Linked DNA regions of Gossypium hirsutum: region 2 is linked to region 1. A link is a contact called in public Hi-C data. All regions are on one chromosome and are shown on one strand. The core of a region is the stretch at or near the end of the contact, and the rest is flanking DNA. Distances in the headings are between cores, read along the strand shown. Region 1 holds the start of LOC107922407 (V-type proton ATPase subunit B2). Region 2 holds the start of LOC121213885.

Evidence for each region. A called contact is a pair of places that touch in the nucleus more often than the background predicts.
Region 2: a Hi-C map of leaf shows a contact between it and region 1, with 2.1 times the contacts expected there. The contact joins the promoter of LOC121213885 here to the promoter of LOC107922407 in region 1. A contact is called at or near these places in 2 of 34 Hi-C or Micro-C datasets (both in leaf).

What each region holds. Positions count from the first base shown.
Region 1 is chrD01:16,939,907-16,944,887 of Gossypium_hirsutum_v2.1, forward strand. It overlaps LOC107922407 (V-type proton ATPase subunit B2), which reads right to left and starts at 2,029. Exons shown (of 15, transcript XM_016852435.2): 1 at 1,870-2,029; 2 at 1,596-1,667; 3 at 1,176-1,231; 4 at 983-1,081; 5 at 621-680; 6 at 150-261; 7 at 1-58. The coding sequence starts at 1,653. It also overlaps the pseudogene LOC121213880.
Region 2 is chrD01:17,177,421-17,182,401 of Gossypium_hirsutum_v2.1, forward strand. LOC121213885 reads left to right here and starts at 2,895. Exons shown (of 3, transcript XM_041087223.1): 1 at 2,895-3,313; 2 at 3,818-4,097; 3 at 4,199-4,774. The coding sequence starts at 3,245. The coding sequence ends at 4,644. It overlaps LOC121213884 (proline-rich receptor-like protein kinase PERK15), which reads right to left. Exons shown (of 9, transcript XM_041087220.1): 9 at 3,183-4,981. The coding sequence ends at 4,914.

The DNA of each region.
Region 1 (4,981 bases), core at 779-3,278:
ATGCCTGTTTGAATCATCTCTTCAGGGTAAGTTCTCTCACTAGGATTGATGGAACTCCCTGAGAAAGAAAAAGGACATAAATTAACACTGGTAAAATAAACTTTCTCACCTATAAATGACTAGAATAGACAGTTTGCCTAACACATTACCAGAAATATCTAGGTATGCCTCGGGCAAAATAGGAGGTCCATTATCAATGGGTTTTCCAGAGCCATTAAATATGCGCCCTAGCATATCTAATGACACAGGAGTTTTCAAAACCTGCAAAACATAAATTAGAAGTGGCTCAACAATCAACAGTCATAAAGATAACTAAACTGACCTCCCTTTTGTTAAAAGTTAAAAATCACAGACAAAGATGATTGAAGATGCAACTAATGTGTGTTCAGAGAATTTCTCTACTTTAGAAAGCTCAGCATCATTCATATTTAACGATAAAATTGTTACGAGACAGCTACAAGCACATATACTTTGCATCAAACAGAACAAGGTGAAAACTAATATTCCAATACTCTAACTTTCAAAAGATTCTATAACGGCAACCATTCTATCTGCCATCCTAGTTTTACAAGCCTAGGTAAAATAAAACCTATAGCACCAAAGAAAAGCGGACTTATTACCTCTCCTGTAAATTGCACAGTTGTGTATTTGTTGTCAATTCCAGATGTTCCTTCAAAAACCTGGTAAAGGAGAAAGGGGAAAAGTATAAGATGCCACAGTACAGACTTAAAATCAGTCCAAACCAATTGTTGCCAAATGCTCTCAGGAGTTTATATCTCACAGAAATTATATTATTGGATTTAGTAAATGGTAAATGCATCTTTTCTATCACTATGCTGTTCCCCTCCACATTTCCTGATCCATTAATATGGACTTAAAACAAGTAACAACAATCAAATATTGGGATTATCATTAAATAAAATATGCCATGAATCATCTCCTATGTGCAGAGAATTCTAGGTTGCAATGCAAGGAAAAATACCTGCACAACTGCTTTCTCTCCATCAACTTCCAAGACTTGACCTCGTCGAGTTGTTCCATCACCCAAACGAATATTGACAATCTCCTGATACTTTGGACCCTGAAGCATATCAAAATTATTAGCATTTTACAATCAAACAACTAGCTATTAACACCGAAGGTAAAACCATCATGGGATAAAAGAGCAAACCTACCTTAACTTTGTCAAGAATGACCAATGGTCCAGCAACACCGGACACAGTTCTATACTCTGCAAACCATAAACCCCCGATTTAATCTTCCAGATAATCTTCACACCAATTGAATAACAACAAATTCTCACCATAGCATCCCACTAGCCTTAGATCATATTAACCATAAAACACAAAGTAGTTGTTTAATTAAAAAAAATTAAAGAATTAAAATATCCGACTTAAAGTAGGTTTTAATCCACAGAACGATTACGAACATATGTCATGAATTTAAACATATTACATAACCAGTCAACTAAAAGATTAAAAACAAAACGACTCCAACATCATGAAATTTATTGATGATAGATTAAAAAAAAACTTGAAATTAGGCAATGGCCAGAATTCAGATTTTAGGCTATGAATGTAAAATGAATAAGTTACCCATTCCGATCTCCAGAGTTCCCTCCTCCATGTCAATGAAATTCTTTTCAGCACCCATCTTCAAGTTCAAAGCTGATTAAAATTTTATAAACATTAAGAAGAAAACGAATCAGAAACATATATCAGTATAGTCTACACTGATAAAATAGTTGAGCAGATCTAAAGAAAAGAAAAAACTTGGAAACATTGTTTCAGATCCAAACAAGCAACCGTGTTTGTGAATGGCGAGTGATGGAATCCAAATTTGCAAAGGTTTAAAACACTCGATTCTTACCTCGATTATGTTTTGGAAAATGCGAATGAGAGAAAATTACCCAAAATGACAAGATATCTCTAGTTTGAGTTGGACAGTTCTATTTGAGCAAGTAAACGATTAGAACTGTGAAAAGAAATGGAGAAATTAAGCACTAAGTGACAAATCATTTATGAGATTGCAGACGTCTTGAAATTAAGATTCAATAATTTTATGAGTTAAAAAAAATTATAGATAATTATATGTAGGATTCAATGTCTTACTTGACTTGTCATTTTCATGCTAATTGTATTGATGGAGAAATAGGTTTCCCCCCTTTTTTTTTTTTTTAATATCATGCAACGTGGCTATAAAGATGAGGTTAGCATCGTAGCATATTCCAACTCCAAAATATTATTACATAATATAATTACTCAATTAACTACAGTTAAGTACTAATTTAGGTGATGGGTTAGAGAAGTAAATATAGATTAATATAATAGTTTTTTTTTACTAAATTTGGTGTTGCTAGTTAAATTACATTAATTTTGTGAAATTAAAATAATTATAATTATAATTATAATATTAAAATAAAATTGAGATATATCGATAATTTAAATTATATTAAAAATAAATAAATAAACACATCATAACTTTATAAATCACTTTTACCCATATTGTTATGAGTGAAATAAATTCAATATCCCATATATTAAATGCATATGTGGTGCAATAAGTTCATATATTATTAGTTGATGTTAATAAATTTATAATATTTTAGTTGTTTTATTTTTAATTATATAAAATTTTTAAATGATAAAAATATAATTATAATAATGTTTATTATTTTTCTAAATAAATTATTTTTAAATTTTATTTTGTGCTAAGTAGCAAGAAAAAAATTGCTCGTTTGCAGATATAAAAAACGAAAAGCCAACCTATATACATCTTAAAATAAAAAATAAAAAAAAGGAAAAATCCAGAAATATGGAAACTTCAAAGGAGTTTCACATGTCTTATATCTACCAGTACAAAAATGAAGCTGCCACGACAGCCCCCCCATAACGTGTACAAATTTTAGTTTTATTATTATGTGGAGCCTTTTGCAATTTGATGTCTATGGGCCATTGCCATGTGAATGGCCGCTTTCTAGCAATTAATTTCCTTTTGTTTCCAATTTTGATTTTTCAAAGTATTTAATTCATTAAGTTTTTTAAGTTTTACCGTTTCATAATTTTCATTTTCCAAAAAAAAAAAAACCCAATATACCTGCAATCTGAGTCGACAATATAATTATTGATCAGTTATAAAGGATTATGATGTTACTCTTAAATGTGATCTTCATGGCATTAGCTACAATATCATATATGAAAGCTGAATTAGCAACATTTTAGCATATATGAAAGATCAGGTGTGTTGAACTGAGGCAGCAGTTGCAGGGTCAACAGCTCTCATGCATCTTGGGTGCACCTCGTAGCCACACCCCAGACACTGGTAAGCCCAACCAGACCCTTGCTCATCACAATCGCAGCATATAAACGGCCCCCCTCCATTCCCTTCCGATACCAAAGTAAGCTCATGGCGGTGACCTGCATGATAATTAGATCTGGGTAATCTCTTGGCTTCTTCCTCCATTTCTTTCTCCAGCAACTCCAGTTTTGCACAAGTGAAAGGGTATGCATTTTCCTGGTACAGATTTATGAGATTTCTACCTTGCTTGGTCACTGTTTTGCCGTCGGGATCTATGATTATCAAACATGGAATGCCTTGCACGTCGAAGTACTTTGCAAGGGTTCTAATTATTGGGTCTCAAGAAGGCAACGCTAGCCATGGCATGGTACCGTAGTAGGAGTCAAAGCTACTTTGGTCACGATCATTCGACACAAAAACTATTTCGAAATCCTCACCGCCACCTTTTCCTTCCAAACTTCGCTTGATTTTGTGGTAGATGGATATCAGTTTGGGAGTGAACTTAGCACATGGAAAGCACCATTGTGCTGAGAAGTAGAGCCCAACCGTCTTACCTATCAGCGAATCAACTGGCACCTGCAAAACAAATACATAAGCTTGAATCAAGCCTCAACATACATAGATTGATCTCAAAACATGCATCCATCTCGGCCACACAAGTGAGGGCTCATTATGCTGGTGATTAACACGGTCTCGCCCTTGCCTCAGATGTGAATGGGAATGCAATTGTTGGGTGCGGATACCTTGCAAATGTAAGGGTAAAAGGACAAAATGATCTACAAGCGGGGCTACTCAGGTAGCAAACCTGAAATAATACTCTTGTCAATTTCTAAATGCTCAATAAATGTTTGTATCAACTTAGGCTATAAAGAATTCAAGAAAGCTTTCTTCATTACCATAGATGGATATCAATGCCACAAGTATGTATATATTATTCACTATAGTCGATGGGTAACAAAGCATATTTATAATATGGAAATGAGGTATAAGCACTGACCTTTCTAGCCATGGTTTGATCCAAAAGATAGTCTCTTCCAGGGTTTGTTAATAAATTGGTCAAGGTCTGACTCTCATGCTTTATCCTCTCTTCCCTTCGCAGTTCTTCCAATTTTTCTTCAGTAAATGGGAAGGCTTCAATACCATATCTGTAAATTAGTTCTACGCCGTCATGTAAAGTTGAACCATCAGGCTGCAAAATGATTAAGTAAGGAATGCCTTCAACTTCAAATTTTCGATTCAAGGCTTTCTTTGTCTCCAAATCAGAAAATGGAATTGAGAGCCATGGCATGCTTTCTCGGTAACTGTTGAAGGCACTCAAATCTTCATCAGATGACACAAATACAATCTCAAAATTAGACCCATTGCTCTTCAGCTGCTCATACACGCCAATCAATACTTCATTGAAATTTCTACATGGTGGATACCAGTTAGCTGAGAAGTAAAGTCCAATCGCCTTGCCCTCAAGATCCGAAATTTTCACCTGCTATAACCAGTAATGGTAAAGGTCAAATGGAACCATTCAATTACTAATGAAAAGTCAAGCTTATTCCTCAAATACCCTTTTCGTCGCAAGCCACCACAAAGGACACTCCTACATACATTTTCAGTAAGGAAATATGTATACCAATCTATTCCACAAAAAAAATTGTGAAAGCGACGTGCCACCAGCTTTCAAATGTTGTAA
Region 2 (4,981 bases), core at 1,645-4,144, 240 kb after region 1:
TTCTATCCCAATATTAGCTGGTGATACTCTTGTAATGAATATTTCTTCAAAACAAGTAGCACATGAGAGTTCCTTAAATTAAAGAATCTTTTGGTTCTTCAATGGATGACCATGTGAATGCTCAATTATTTTTCACATCACTGATGATTCGGAATGGCCTAACCGGTCATGCCAAATAGTAAATGGATTTTAATCTATAAACTTTTGGTTTACTACAACATGTGTTTCAATTGTATTAGTAATTTTATGGTATAAGCCTAAAGACAAGACAAGTAATTTTTCCAAAAATACATTTCTTTCCAGATACAACTTTTGTGCTTTGCATATACTCATTATTTTTCTCATTTGTAATAACTATTTTGGTGAATATCTTTAAAGCTTAATAAATTTCTTCAAGACTTTGATGAACTAGTGCATCATCTATAATAAATTTTGTCCATTGGGGTAATAATACCGTAGCTCTTTCTGAGCCTTAGATTAATTTTGTAATGCCAGATATGGTGTTGACATTTTCATCATTTTCAATCAAATGAGAATATTTTTGATCTTTAAGTATAGTATGTGTGGTAGTATTGTCTGCAAGACATGTGTCTTCATTCTTGATCTTTGATTCAACCAAAGAATTGGGGAAATTCACATTCTTCATTCAAAGAAAATATATAAAATAAGATATTTTAAGCACTCAAAAAAATAGCAAAACATACTAAAGTCACACAAACATAAATAAAAAGAACTATAAAATCACTAGAGAATTATGAAATATTATTATATATTTAACAATTCTTGATTTCTAACCTCAAAGAAATCTTCTACATCAAGATAAATCATATAAGCAAGGTCGTTAAAATCATCATCATTGTGAGTAAAATTAGCCTTTTACATCATCACCATTTCGATAAGCCAAATTTGTTTTAATATTATATCTTTTGTTTTTTATGGAGGCTTGATAAAGCTTTATAAGATGTTTAGGTGTACGATAGATATGTAACCAATGCCCACTCATACCTCATAAGTGGCACAAATTTTCAATACCTTTCGAAGGATTACTTGGACCATCATCTTTTTATTTTTTTCTCTTTTATTTTTCTTTTGGTGGTTATGATAATTGTTGCCACCATGATAACAATAATTATAGAGCCCTCAACCACATCCATGACCACGACTACAACTGCGACCATGATTTCTTTCATTTCTATTATTATTATTATTATTATTATTATTATTATTATTATTATTATTATGTATTGATGCATTCACTTCTGGGAATGGGTCATAATCAATAGGAAGACTTTCATGATTTTTCATTAATATCTTATTATTTTGCTCAACCGCCAAAAGGAATGAGATTAATTTAGAGTATTTCTTAAAACCCTTTCCACAATATTATTGTTGTAGGAGCACATTAGATGCATGAAAAGTTGAGAAAGTTTTCTCCAATAAGTTCCCATCAATTATTTTTTCTCCACATGATTTTAGTCAACAACTTATTTTACACTCACTATTTTATAATCTTGCAATTTCAAGTGCATCTAATTATAACGAGTTTTGGTAGAATTATCGTTTTCTGATTGTTGTATCTTTCTTTTAGACCATTCCACAATTCAAGTGGAACTTTTTTAGTAAAATATTTTGTTTTCAATCCTTCATGAAAATGATGACAGAGGAAAATCATAGCTTGGGCTTTATCTTGTTTAAATGCGTCGAGATCTTGCATAATTGTATTCCCAAGACCTTTTAGTTTCTAAGTGAACTTCGACATTGAACACTCATGACAAATAATCCTTACCTAATATTTCAAGGGCCTCAAATTCAAATTTTATAAGGTTCGACATAATAGTGTCTAATATAAAATTAGGTTATAAAATGAATCAATAAAAAAATCGAAAGTAGTAGATATATATTTATTTGTATAAGATTCCATAAATAAACTTTTATTATTCATTAGAAGATACAAATGTAATGAATTCATTATATAATGGTATAAAAGTTTTTAGGTTACTTGCATTCTATTAGTAAATATTTGATTAATTATTCTAATAGTATATAATGCTTTAATTACTAACCTTGTTAATATCATATTAATGATATGCATGTTCCATGAAATTAAGACATAAAAGAGTAATTATCAAGCATGTATTTCAATTATATTTATGATACATAAAAAAGAAAGAAAGAATAACAACATTTAATTAATCAACCATAAATAATGAAAACATGTAGATTAAGGACAAGGAATAATATATCAATTTTACGTATTTACAAGAAACATGTATTTTACTTTATAGTTGTTTATTCGACAAAGTTCTACCTTCAACAAGAAGAACGATTATTGAGCAAAACATGCTGATAACATGTTATAAAATTATCAAATAAAAATATATAAAATCAACAGAGAATTTTCTCATATCTTATTTTCGCTCACCCTTGTCATTCTATGCAATATAAATAAATGACGCTTACTTAAGTGCTCCATTCGGACGCAACTTGTATATGTACTTAATACTTATTTAATCAAATATTTTACAAAACCCCTATTTTAATCGCATTAAAATCATTTATCGTATTGAAATGCATCTTTGTTTTTAATTAATAATTTGTTTCATTCCAAAATATTAAACAACATGATTTCAATTCAAAGCAACAACATTAACATTACAGATTTAACCTAGAGATTTATTTTCTTTATTTAAACGTTTATGATTTTATACAATTTTTAACATTTATCCAAAACCTCATTTATTATATAATTTTATTCCAGCTTCCACTGATGTTGGCCGCGTGGAATTTGCTACGTCCATGAATCAGAAGGAAATTTCTCAGTCCTCACCCACCAAAACTATTTCGGAAGTGTTAAATTGCAGTTAAATAAAAAGCCCAAATACAGTACTGTATACGGAACTGAAGCCGAAGTTACCAAAAAGCCCAAGAGACCTTTTAATAAATGGCAACAAGTGGAGGGCATTATCGGTAAGAAAAGTGAAACTTCGAAGAGCCGACATTATAAAGTCGGTCGTTCCCCAACTTTTCTCACGCTATATATACCCTAGCTCGTCCTCTTTATTTCCAGATATCTGAGAAATCCTAGCTGTAGCCGCCTAGATTACGCGTTTTGCCTTCTTGAAGAGGAAGATATTAAAAAAGCTTCTAGATCTATAAGTTCTACGGATACTGAGCGATCTTGGCTTTACTGATTCTTTGGTTTCTTGAGGAAGTTTTTGGGATTTCGAAAAGAAAATAGCCGATAATGTCGCGGTGTTTTCCTTATCAACGTCCGGCGGGGTATTTAAGACAGGGATTGGTCGAATCGATTAAGGTTCGTTGGGCAAAAGTATTTGGTTTTCACTTTCGTTGCTCAACTGCATGCGTTTGTGATACTTGATTATGATTATATATTTGTATATTTGTAGAGTTTGTAACAACTTAAACATGAAATGAACCGCTTTAATTACTGTTGATAATATAGCTTTGTAATTATGAACAACGAGGATCTGTGCAGAGAACTATGGTAGTTATTCAAATATATGAATGAACCTTTTTGGGTTTGGGGTTTTTTAAAAGAACTTCTGGGTTCCTTTTTAAAGTTTTGGACTTGATTTTGGTTTGATTATGTAAATGAATGAAAAGCTTGGTAATTCGTGTCTGTTTAGAGGAGTGGGAACTGGGTGTTTGTATTCATAGTCTGATTGATCTTGATAGAACCCTAAACCAATGTGAAATTACCCCCTCCCCGCCAAACTTTAATTTTTTGGAAGCAATCGTGATCTTTTGGTCTTCCATTCCCGCCTGTCTAAATTTCATATTGTGTTGTGCAATAAAGCTCCAGGGAGAAAAGGTTTTGCCAAAAACAGAACAGAAATTACATAAGAAGAGGGAGAAGGAGAAAAAGAAGGAAAGGAAAGAGAAGGATAAAACTCAAGGTGCCATCAAGAAACTTAAGAAGCTTGATGATGTTCTAGATGCATATAAAGATGACCAATTGGAGAGAAGTGATCTTACTGAAGAACATGAGCCGCCAGTTTGCTATATATCTGATGGCAGCCAAAACAGTCACAAGAGGAAAAGGGAAACTGCTTCCTATAATGAATGCAGGGTTGATGGTGAGTTGTGTTCTTTATTGTATTAGATGGGCTAAATTTGCCTATTGCTGTAGTTTCTTGGAGGGATGTAGATATTGATTGTATGTTGTGTACATGTATAGGAAACATTATAAAGATTAGATTTTCCTTGAAAAAGCCCCGGGCATCTGATGCATCAATCAGCAGCGAAGAACCAGCCTGCTCTAGTTCTGGTAGGACAGATTCAATTCAAGAGCCAAGTTGTACCGTCGCTTCTGTGCCTGAACAGAAACTGCGGCATGATGATAGAAGGAAGGAGCAAGGCTCCTCTTCTTCTGGAACATTGCTGGAGGCTGCACTGCAGTATAAAACCTTGATTGAGGATTGGATGCCACCTCTTCTCGAAGCTGAGCTGAATGATGGTGGTGATGAAGACTGGCTTCTAACTAAAAAGCAGCTAGGGAAACCCGCGGCCAAAAGACCTGATGACAATGATCATACATGTGTTGCGAGTGCAAGTTTGCACCCGTGTGCACATTTTCTTCCGGCAGCTGAGATTTATGCACTGCCTTATACAGTTCCATTTTGATTCCGCTTAGTGGAGGGGCAATCTTTTTGTTCTCCCCTGCAAAGAGCGGCTTCGTGGCGGGATTGGGTGGCGAATTCTAACTTGTACAGTCTTGAGAATTTACTAATAGAAACAAGAGAAATTTTTGCAATTTTTTCTTCGTATATTTGAATTGTCTTATATTAAATATCCATTTCGATTTACTTGAATCGTTTCTTAAATAATTTCTGGTTTGATGAATATGCCAAACATTTATAAGTTGTGGATCTTTTGAAAGTGACTTATAACGATTAGCATTGGCCTTTTCTAAGGTATTCCTTCAGCATTAAACGACGCTTCTTTCCAGTTTTACATCTTA